Linked DNA regions of Canis lupus: region 1 is linked to region 2. A link is a contact called in public Hi-C data. All regions are on one chromosome and are shown on one strand. The core of a region is the stretch at or near the end of the contact, and the rest is flanking DNA. Distances in the headings are between cores, read along the strand shown. Region 1 overlaps PDZRN3 (E3 ubiquitin-protein ligase PDZRN3). Region 2 holds the start of PDZRN3 (E3 ubiquitin-protein ligase PDZRN3).

Evidence for each region. Hi-C and Micro-C count contacts between places; a contact is called where the count stands out from the background.
Region 1: a Hi-C map of skin fibroblasts shows a contact between it and region 2, with 2.3 times the contacts expected there. The contact joins the enhancer-like site here to the promoter of PDZRN3 in region 2. A contact is called at or near these places in 3 of 9 Hi-C or Micro-C datasets (amygdala, skin fibroblasts and tumor fibroblasts).

The regions. Positions count from the first base shown.
Region 1 is chr20:18,864,325-18,869,995 of UU_Cfam_GSD_1.0, reverse strand. The region is part of intron 3 of PDZRN3 (E3 ubiquitin-protein ligase PDZRN3); the gene reads right to left. Among named protein-coding and RNA genes, the nearest start is that of PDZRN3, 120 kb to the right of the region's middle. Within about 2 kb of position 3,430, at least 5 of the 20 cell types and tissues checked have an H3K27ac peak or open chromatin away from gene starts, as enhancers often do.
Region 2 is chr20:18,748,489-18,753,855 of UU_Cfam_GSD_1.0, reverse strand. It overlaps PDZRN3 (E3 ubiquitin-protein ligase PDZRN3), which reads right to left and starts at 3,598. Exons shown (of 10, transcript XM_038565837.1): 1 at 2,817-3,598. The coding sequence starts at 3,539.

The DNA.
Region 1 (5,671 bases), core at 2,181-4,680, 120 kb before region 2:
GTCCATGCTAGGTATGTTCTGGGGTGGCAGGGGCGGGGGTGGGGGGAATCCAGCAGGCCTCTGATCCATGTGGTGGTCTCTGCCTTTGGGAGACAGAAGGAGCTGGCTCTCTGCCTTCTGTCTGGCCACTCCTTCCTCCACAATGTGTGGAACTAGGCTGATCATTTAATTCCTCCTGCCTCAGTTTCTACATCTATAAAAACCAAGTTGTTGAAGTAGATGGTAACTAGAGGTCCTTCTGCATCTCACGCTGCTATGGCTCAAGGGGCATCCCGTCAATATTTATTAACTTACTGACAGACGAGTCTTTGAGCCCTGGAAGGGAAAAGTATCTCATGGGGAGAGACACACCAAAATGTCATTTTAAATTAGGGTCTCAGGTTTTGAGGCCTTGGGAGGAAAAACATCCTCTTCCCTAACCTCCTAAGCAATCGCAAGCAGCAACTTTCAGCTCCAACGGAGTAATCAATTCTTGCCAGAAGTCGCCTGAGTAAATACCAAACAGACAACTTCCTGCCTTCAGTCCTGGCACGGGGAGCTCTTCTCTATGATGTCTCTGAAAAGGGCTGCAAAAGTTTCCACCTGGGGAAACCAGGGGCCTCCTGCCACCTTTCCTTGAAAGCAATAGTTGCAAATGTTTTGAAAACAACAGATTATCTTTAAAGAAGAAGCAACAACAAAAAGCCATTTGTTTCTTCGGCCATGACTGATTCATTTGTTGTACACTGGGGGGTTGGGGGAGGAGAGGAGAGGCCCTCAAACAAATGTTTCCTATCAGAGGCAAGTATTTTGATAATCAGGAAAACACCAAATAAATGTGCAACCAGCTCAGAAAACCTCTTAGCTGGAGGATTCAACAGGATCCGTACTGCATTCTTTCTGTCTCCTGTCTCTTCAGTCTATTTTTCCTGTTGATTGATCTGTTGGCCAAAAATCAAACACAACTACAGTAAATATAGTCAGTGGCTATGTATGTAAAGTCAGTGCTTTTGCATACAACGTCTTGCCCAAGAACCAGCAATTCCATTCCTGGGTCTCTACAGAAAAGAAGGGTAGCACAAGGGAAAATGTGCAAGGAAGCTCGGAGCAGCATTGTTTGGAAAAGCAAAACAACTGCAAACAACCTAGAAATCCAATAACAGGGCGATGAATCAAGTGTGTGCTCTATGAAGAGGCTTGAACCTGAGGGAAATTTAAAAGGTCCTAAGTAGAAAATAAAGACAGAAAGAACACGTATCAAGTTCACAGTCAAGTCTGAGTGGGGAGTGGTCTAGCGTGTGATCTGACAAGGGTTTTATTTCTGTAGGTAACGTTTTATAGCTTGAACATTAAATCACGAAGAAAAGGATGTTCAGCTATTACTTTTTAACATATAAACAGAGAAAGAAAAAAAGCCACTGAATGCAAATGCGGCAACATGGTCACAGTGGCTGCTTTTGGGGGGGGGGGCAGGAATAGTTACTTTCTCCTTTTCTATTTTTCGCTCATCCCTTACTTCCAGTAAGAAAACAAGTAAGCAAGCCTTTGTCCTTGCACGCTCGCAGTTAGGGAGAATGCAGTCTACTGAAGAAGCTTCTAGCCACAGCAGCAAACAAGGGTCAGAGCAGGAAGCAGGGACGTACTATGTATTCCCTCGGGACTTCTTGCCCAAGCTAGAAAACTGGTCCTCCTTTCCAAGCCATCCCCACCCCAGCCCCGGGTGTCCCTGGGCCCCCTTCCTCAATCCGTCCAATCCTAGATGGATTCCACACGTGGGCTTGCTTGTGCGCTTGGACATTCCTTGTGGGGCAAGCTTTTCCCGTCTCATTTTCCCACTGCTCCTTAAGGAAATGACATTGCTGCACGTCTCATCCCGAAATCGGGTCCTCGGGGTGTGGAGCCTGGGGCGGGATCAGGAGATGGAAGGAGAAGACGGCAGCATTTCTCACCGCCCCAAAGCACTGTCCACGGCATCAACACACAAAGCAGGGCACGCTGTAAAAAAGGCAGTTCTGCTGGCAAACGGAAAACAAATCCGTGCTTTTGGACCGAGGCTTGGCAGCGGCATCTAAAACAGACATCTCATTGTGCTCAGTTTTAAAAGAAGCCCTTCCGAAGCAGAGGCCTTTGGGGCTGACGGTTCAATCACAACGGCCGCTATTTATACGAGCGGCTTCCAACTGTCTGGGCGAATACATAATATTTCTATTTCACAGAAACCAGGGACTGTAACGACCCAGAAGCTGGAGAGGCCGGAAAGTAAACCTCTGATTAGTACGAATGTGTTTAAGGAGCAGAGCTTATACACTTGCAGGAGTTAACACGCTCCTTCTGTAAACAAGTTTGTTTTTTCTTTAATTAAGTGACAAATGTAATAGATCAGAATACACCCATACATCCGTGTCTCAAGACGGCTTTATGCTCATTAAATCAAGTATGTTGCTGTGAGCACTTTCAGCCATTCAGGCATTAGCAGGGAAGCTGCGTGATTCTTAGTTTCTTATTAAAAGCTAGGAAAGCACTGCTAGGTCAGCCCAGAGCAGCAGCTACGCATTCCAAATGCAGACAGGAAACACCTGGAACTCTGTGCGCCACTAGGACCACACTTTACATTTCAAAACAGAGGATTCTGAATTGTTCATAAATATTTGTCTTGTTTCAATAAAACACTCTTCAACCAGTTTCATAAACCCTTGGTTCAGAAGGCTAAAACATACACGCTACTAGTCGTCCACATTCTTTTAACATTGCATATATTTATGTGGACAATATCCTAGAAACATAAAACCCAAAGGAAGGCCTTTAATAGCGTCATAAGGGAATTTCAGTGTTGGTTTTTTTTTTTTTTGAGGGGGGACAGTTCTCTGCCCCCATAAATAAGGCCCAAATCAAGTTTGTTTTCTAAAAAGATTTTTAAAAATGCTGAACTGAAATAGAAATTAAACCTAAGCTTCCCTAAGTTGCCTATTAGGGTAAATAAGACCCAGACAAACCCTTCTGGAGGCTTAGAAAAGCTTTAATAAATTGATTATTCAACCTCCAGCTATAGGGGAAATGCAAACTTCAGGCTTCGTAGCCAGACTTTCATACTTACACATACTTGAACATGTTGAGCCCTTTAAAATGTTTTAAAAAGCTCTTTTTAGACACTGAAAATTAGCTCAGTGTGCATGTTGAAAATTAGATTTTTAAAAGCTATGTTCTTATTTTCAAACTCTTCCAGATTTTCCACCATGTAGAGGGGACATGTATTGCTTTTATTTACCTAATGTATACTTTGATAATCAGAAAAATGAAAATGTCACACACACACAGGGACCTAGAAAGAGAAAAGGAAGGCAGAGAAAAGGAAAAAGAAGGGGCTTCTTCAGAGCAGTTTATACACACGGTGTCAACCCAGGAGAGACTGGAGTATGGAGAAGGTCTAGGTAAGTGACGAAGGGCAGGTGCCAGGTTCTGAGGCAGACTGTGGGGAGTGGTGGCTTGGCTGGGAGCAGAGCCAGCACAAGAGGGACAGAAATGGACTCCCCAGAGGCACCAGATGAAGCCTCAAGCCCAGACTGCCTGCCAGGGTGCCCTGACTCTACCCCACTGACCCTGAGTCTTCCAAAATCCAAAAGAAAACGTAGAGACCCAGGGTTACCAAGAGTTAAATGGGAAAGGAGGTCATGAGAATACAAACTTGTGAGCATGGTCCAGAGACTACAGCGAGGGAGCTGCTGTTCCTTTTCTATGTTTCTTTAAAGCAGTAGTGATTAAAAATTCCTCAACTGACCATAAACCGCTTACTCTGGTCCAACGAAGAAACATCAGCGCACTGGCCTCTGGTTAATGAAGATTAGTCTTGGCGGTGATAAGAGATTTCATAGAAGCTCTTCGGAATCATAAAAGGCAGTAGTTCAAGGTAATGATAAACTACTTCTGAATACACGGGGGCAGACGCTCAGCCTCAGGTTAATGATTAACATGCTGGACTCTGGCCAGTTAACAAGTTGTTTAACCAGCGCCCCTGAAAAGCAAACCTGTTAACATTCACATGTCCACAGAACAACAGCCACTGTTTCCTTCCTCCATCTACACAGAACTGGAACTCAAAGTTGTCACCTTTCTCTGCCTCAAACCAGGACATTTCACATCCAGGAACATGTGCAATTTTCTCAGATCCCTGGATTTTATTGCAAAAATCCATAACATAAATATTGCTCTCCCACTAAAGTATTTTGACCCACAGTTGAATGGTAATTGGTAATAGCTGAGTTTCTTATTCTTGAATGAACTAATTTTTATCACTCTTGAAAATAGACACCCACAAAATTTAGGCTCACCATTCAGATAAATGTCTTTTAAAAAAGGACTGAATAGAAGAATCTTACTTGTTTCTGTGTATAAAACTTTCTGTGATCTTCTGGTTAGTACTTGCATAGACACGCCTCCCATGTTTAAAGGGTCAGGCTGCCTTTGTCAAACACAAGGCAATAATTTAGGGCTCTTAATCTAATTTTAGGAATAATACTTGCGGAGAGTGATTAGTAATGCAAATGAAAAATCACCTTTGGTTGGGATAAGCAAGACAATCAAAGGGAACTCTTGTGGGGGGTGGGGATGGTGCTTTGATCATGCTGAAAGGCAGATTATAAAAAGACTGCAAAGCTAAGTCTCCAGCATATGAGGTCTGAGGTCTGTTTATTCTACTTAGTTCAAATTGGAATTAATGCATTGAAAAGTAGGAGATGATCGCAAACTACTCTTTCATTGGGGCAGGCAGGAGGACAAAAAGTAGATTTAGGCAAGTGGACTATACTGAGCATCTCTGCATGTGTGTGACAATGAAGTATCCTTCTATCAAGATTTTCTTTGAAAAAAGACATAATGAAAGGGTCGGATGGAAGACGTGTGGCAGGGAGAAGCGAGGTGGCTGTGATGAGTTTATGTAGGACTTTCTATCTGGGCAAATTCTCTGGTCTTCATATAAGCCATGAGGATCATGAATACACAAATATATTCACATTCTAACAATTCCAGTCAATATCTGACCTAAGAAATTTCAACCAACAGGTCTGGATCCTTTGTATTTTGCACTCTAAGTTAGGTAACTAGCAAAGAGTCCTGAGTTCTGATCTTTGGGCTGCTTTTCTGTTCATCAGTGCTGTTTGGTAACCCCTCTAATTGTCCGAATCCCAAGCAATAATCTATTGGAGCTACCTGGTTTTTTCATCCAAGGAGAATTGCACACACTCTTTAAGTGTATGCAGTTGTAGTCCAACAGAAATGAGAGGTACCACAAAGGCTTGACAGGTGCTAGGTGGGAAGATAAGCATTTCACCTGCATTTTCTCATTTAACCCTTAACTCTATAGGCAAGATGCTATTCATAAATCCATTTTAAAGACAGGAAACAAGCTATGCTAGACCAAAAAGAAAGTGATAGAAGACATAGTTAAATTTAGTAGATCTGATTGTGAAGCAAAACTCCCTTTTATTGTATTTCAGCATGAAAAAACCAACTACCCACAACAGAGTTTATCCTGTATATACTATTCAGCTGTGTGACACAGTGGGCTCTAAAGATAGAGAAGCCTAGGTATTCTTTTCTGACCCGGCAATCTGAGGAGCCTGTTTTCTTACCAATCAGGGGAGCCTCCTTTCTCACCAAAAATCAGCCCTGCTGAAAGCCTAAAACTATAAATATGCTA
Region 2 (5,367 bases), core at 2,349-4,848:
TGGAGGGTTAACTGCGGGGCTTTTAAGAGGTGCAAGCTTCCCCAAGGCCTCAGCCAGGGTCTGAAGCCAGGGAAAGGACCTTGTGCAGCCTGCAGGCCAGGCCATTCTTGGCTGTCCTTGAGGCTAGCATGGAGGCGCACGAAATTCCAAGAAGGGCTCCAACTCCAGAAGGGAACTTGCTCTGTAAGCTCAAAAAGCAACATCTTGTTCCTAAACTTAATACCCTTGATTATCCTACTGGTTCACCCAACACAGCCTCAAAAACATCCCCAGTTCAGATTCAAGTATCGTATTTTTCGATTCTGAGAGACGGTTTACCCAAACACTCCAGAAAGAAAACAGAAAGGCAAGAAGAAATAATAAACTAGCTTAACAATGAATGATGTCTAAACTCTGGGGTAGTGAATGGCTTATTTATAAATAAGCATCACTTAAAACTACGCAGGAAGTCCACATGACAGCATAAACAAGAGAAACTCAGGAACTCCTTTGCCCCAAACCCGGCGCCTGCTACAAGACCAAGCTTTGCCCTCTGTTTTGGTGACTCGCGGGCTCACACCAGTCTTTTGTAGCCTGTGCGGTCCTGGGTGAGCCTCCAAGTTGTAAATATTTGCCCTTCACCCAGAGCTGGCCAGCTGCTGAGACTGCAGCTGACAGGCCAGGGGGCCAGGATGAGGGGGTGGGGAGTGGGGAGACAGAAAACTTGCAGGCCTGGTGTGCTAGTAGAGAAGAGGGGGTTGGGAGAGGGCTGTGAAAGGCAAAGCAGATACAGGTCCCAGGGAGCCCCTCAGGCATATATGTTCTCCTCCACTGCAGCCATATGGAATAGGCAACCGCATAGTGGCACCAAGCCCCTCCGTGTTTGTACCAAGTGGGGCCTTTGCAATCAGGAAAACCCTGGTTCTCAGCATGCGATTTTGTGCAGCACACACCCCAGCCCCAGACAACACCTGATAATATTTGGACACATTCTTAGTTGTCACATCTTGGAAGGCAGGATGGGAGTCACCATGGTATCTACTGGGTGAAGCCAGAGACACTGCTAAACATGTTACCATCCGGGGGACAGCCTCCTATAACAGAATGGTGGGGTGCAAAATGTCTAAGTGTCAATGTATCCCAAGGTTGGTAGCTCTGATGTAGAACCTGAATCCCCCACTCCGTTCTCTGACTGACGGAGTATGGCTTTGGACAAGTTCTAGGACTGCTCTGAGCCTGCCTCCTCCCTCTCAAAGGATTAAACAGATAATGCCTGTGCTTCTCACAGTTGCTGGCACACAATAAACACTCAAAAAAAAAAAAAAAAAGGTACTTGTGGTTACACTGAGGCAGCACAGTAATGCTTAAGACCTGGGACTGGTGGGACACTTGAGTGGCTCAGTCAGTTAAGTGTCTGCCTTGGGCTCAGGTCACCATCCTGAAGTCCTGGGATGGAGCCCCTTGTCAGGCTCCCTGCTAAGTCTGCTTCTCCCTCTCCTTCTACCCCTCCCCACTTGTGTTCTCTCGATCGCTTGCTCTCTCTCCCTCAAATAAATAAAATCTTGAGGAAAAAAAAAGACCTGGTGCTGAAGAGACCAGCACAGGAGAGCTCACTCTGGCACTGAAAAGCTGTTGTTACCCAGAACCAGGCACGACTGACCTTCCCTAGAGCTTGGTTTCTTCGTCTACAAAACGAGAAGCATCACACCTGCCTCTCTTGATTAAAAAGGGAACAACTGAGAAGTACTCAACATAAGGCCTAGAGCAAAGCCTTCGCTACCGGGGGCCATTGTAATTACACCAACTACCAGCACAAGGGGATGGCTCAGGGGGAGATGTTAAAGATAACTGCAGGCAACATTTGTGGAGCATTCGCTCTCTGTCAAACACGGTGCCAGGTCTTTCAAACATTCTCTCCCTGAAGGCTGACAACCACCTATTTTACATTCAGAAAAACTGAGGCACCTGGAGGTTAAGCCACACAGCCACCTGGCTGGCTAGCAAAAAGCCTAAATCCTGAGACAGTTCCAATTCCTGAGGACTCACTCTCAGTTATTACTCTATTATGTTTGGTGGCGCCTCCTTTTTTTTTTTTTTTCTTCCTTTTTTTTCTGGAATCCCCGGATGAACGCCACAGCCGGTGCCTGGCTGTGTTTTACCCCTGTGTCACATCTCTGTGGCCCCGTTTCTAACTTTAGAGAGGCTAAGCAGCTTGCTCAAGGTCAGCCAGCCAGCTAGCTAGCTGGCAGCCAAGCCCGCGTCTGAATCCAGCTCTCACTCACTCCGGGGGCCTGTCCTCTGAACTTACTCAGAACTGTGTGGTTTCGTTTACCCTTTCTGGAATTCCCAAGGATGCACGGATACAGTTCACCCCGCGTGTCAACATCTCATCCTGTGCGCCACGTGTAGAAGGGAACTTTCCGACCCTAAAAGGGGGTTATTAAGCAACTTCTCCCCCTCCTCCTCCCCGCAAGGTCACGGAGCCGATGGGAGCCGCACAGCCCCTGGACACAGTTCTGACCTGGAGGCTGCACTCATTCCCGCTCTACGCCCACCGACAGTGGGCTCCTTTGGGTCTTTCCAGACGCCCCGGAAGCTGCTGCAGCTACATGTCCCCCTGGGCACGTAATCCTCCGGGGACCACGGTTTCCCAGCTGAAGCTACTTCAACGACGGTGCAACAGCTGGCTAAGCCGCGGAGGAAGGAGGCAGGGATGCTCCTGGAAGTGCCAGGCATCCCGGTGCCCAGAGGAGGCCGGAGGCGGGAGGCGGGAGGGGGCCCCTCCCCAGGGCGCGCGCGGCAGGGGGTCGGGGTCGGGGCCGGCGGCGGGCGCCTACCTTGCCGCCGGGCGGCGCGGCCACGCAGCGGCTGAGCGAGTCGAGACGCGCGCTGTACTCGGTGAACTTCTTCTGGTAGCGCAGGGCGGTCATCTGCAGCTCCAGCTGCGCCGCGGCCAGCTGCGCCACCAGCGACTTCTCGCGCTTGCCCGCGCGCAGCGCCTCCTTCTTGAGCGCCTTGTGCAGCGCGCCCAGGCGGGCCTGCAGCGCCCCGTTGTGCGCCCGCAGGGCCCGCGCGCAGCAGTGGCCGCCCGCGCGCTGCTCGCCGTGCGTCAGGGGCAGCCCGCAGCCCTCCTGGCAGCGGCCCACGGGCCGCGCGTCGCACCCGTCGCGCATGTGCGCCTCCACGTCGCGCCGCAGCAGCACCTGGCCGCAGCCCGCGTGGCGGCAGCGCGCGGGCGCGAAGTCGCAGCGCTCCAGGTGCTCGGGCAGCTGCTGCAGCTTGACCACCCGGCCGCAGCCGCGCGCCGCGTGCGCGCACTTGATGTCCAGCTTGAGGATGAGGCGCTTGAGCGGCAGGACGTGGTTGAGCTCCTTGGCCGACAGGCGGCCGCGGCAGCGCGCGGGGCAGCTGCCCTCCTGCACCACCCAGGGCAGCACGCAGCCGGCGCAGAAGACGTGGCCGCACGGCGTGGTCAGCGGGTCCTCCAGGACCTTGTGGCACAGCGCGCACTTCAGGTCCGGGTCCACGTCGCCGTCGAAGCGGTCCAGCTCGAAGCCCATGGTGGCGGCCGGGGCCCGGGGTCGCCGCCGGGCGGCCGGCCGCCCCTCCCTCCCTGCGAGGCAGCCCAGACACGCCGGCTGCGCCGCCCGCCCGCCCGCTCGCTTGCTCTCCCCGGACTGAGCCTAATTGCTCCAGACTTCCTCGGAAAATGCCCGAGGAACAGGACTCCTCCGGCCGTATATGCGCGAGCGCGCGCGCACGCACATCCCGCCTCGGCTGCCTCCCCCCCCCCCCCCCCCCCCGCCCTGCAGCAAGGAGGAGGCCAGGAAGGCGGGGGAGGATGGGGGGACCCAGGGGCTGCCCAGCCCACCGGCCCGCCCGGGACGCCAGCCGGGGCCCTTCCCCCCGGGGACTCCTCTCTGCTCTTGCACTCTCCGCTGTCGGATACCGACGCGGGCCCAGAGCGCTCCAGGTTTGGAGCTGAGGCTGCCGCCGTCGCCCAGACGGGTTCTCCTGGAGCCCCTTCCGGGGCAGATCCGGACTCTTTTAGTCCTCTCCCCCGCCCCCCCTCTTCTTCTTAGCTGTGGGCGGAGAAGGAAAGCTATTTTTTGAAGGCCCGCTATGTCCGCACTTACGGTCTTTATTTATTTCATTTCAGGGAAAGTTACAGAGCCTGCGGAACGCTCCAGCTACTACGGTTCAGACCGGAGGCCTGGCGGACCCCAGGGTCTGGGCGGCCCGAGGTTTGCAGGACTGGGGGTGCAGATGTGCAGGGGTGGACGGCGGGGACCAGGGCCCCGAGCCCGCTGTCGGGTGGGAGAGGCTGGAGCGCTGGCCCCGGCCGCTGCCCTGAACACCTCTGGAGCGTCCGCGCTTCTAAATCGGTCCCTTTTAAAAGTCATAAGGACAGTGCTTCCGAGAGAGTGTTAGCGCCTTTTGAAAATCATTTCACTGCCTTACAGAGGAAGTAACACCCTGGCCCTACAAGGTTAAAAATCGCGCCAAGTATAGATCTTAGAGAGATCCTCCCATAACGCACCCCCACCCCCACCCCACCCCCACTCATGTGAACTGTGCTCCTTCAGTTTTTTTTTTTTTTCCCCCTTTGTGTATACTTTGTTATAGTTCCATTTTCCAATCGGAGAAACTCAGGCTGGGAGAAGGGGAAAAAAAATGTTTTTGTCCAGTAAGGTCCTCCTACAGCAGTGTTTCGCAAATTTTAATGGGGATGTGGATTCTGATCCAGTAGTCTGAGGCGGAGCTTGAGACTCTCCATGTTAAAAGAGCTTCCAAAAAAAAGGCTGTTGTGTCTGGTCCGTGTACCTCCACTTCTTTGGAAAGTGGCCATCCAAGACTCTGAACTTCTTCCTTCTACTTCTACTTTCAAGCAGTGTAGTGAGCCTTGTAGCTTTCAGAAATACTCCTGTGTGTTGGAACAGTAGATGGGGATTCCAGTTTAGATTATAAATACATAGCATCATCCATGGATTTGGTGATTTTTTTTTTCCTCCCAAGGCCATAGACATTGCTAAAAAAATAAAAATGAAAATGAAAAAAAAAACATGCAGTTAACACTGGCAAGAAAGAAATCAAACTATGGAACTCTCATTTGGATTCTGCTGCCAGTTTCTGAATAGTGAAGTGGAAAAGTTGGATCTCTGTGTTTAGTGTGGCTCTGAGGTCTAGAAAGTGGGATTACAGCATCCATTTTGTCTAATTGCTTTTACTTGTCTTCTTTATCTGGCGGCTAAAGCCCCGTGACCTTCACTATTTAGCTGCTTCACAGAGTGAAAGGATTGCCTTGATGTCCACAGGATTACTTGTTTTGAACTGACCTTTAAAAAGTTGTCACTGACTAGATTTTTCAGTGCATTATTGAGGTCACTG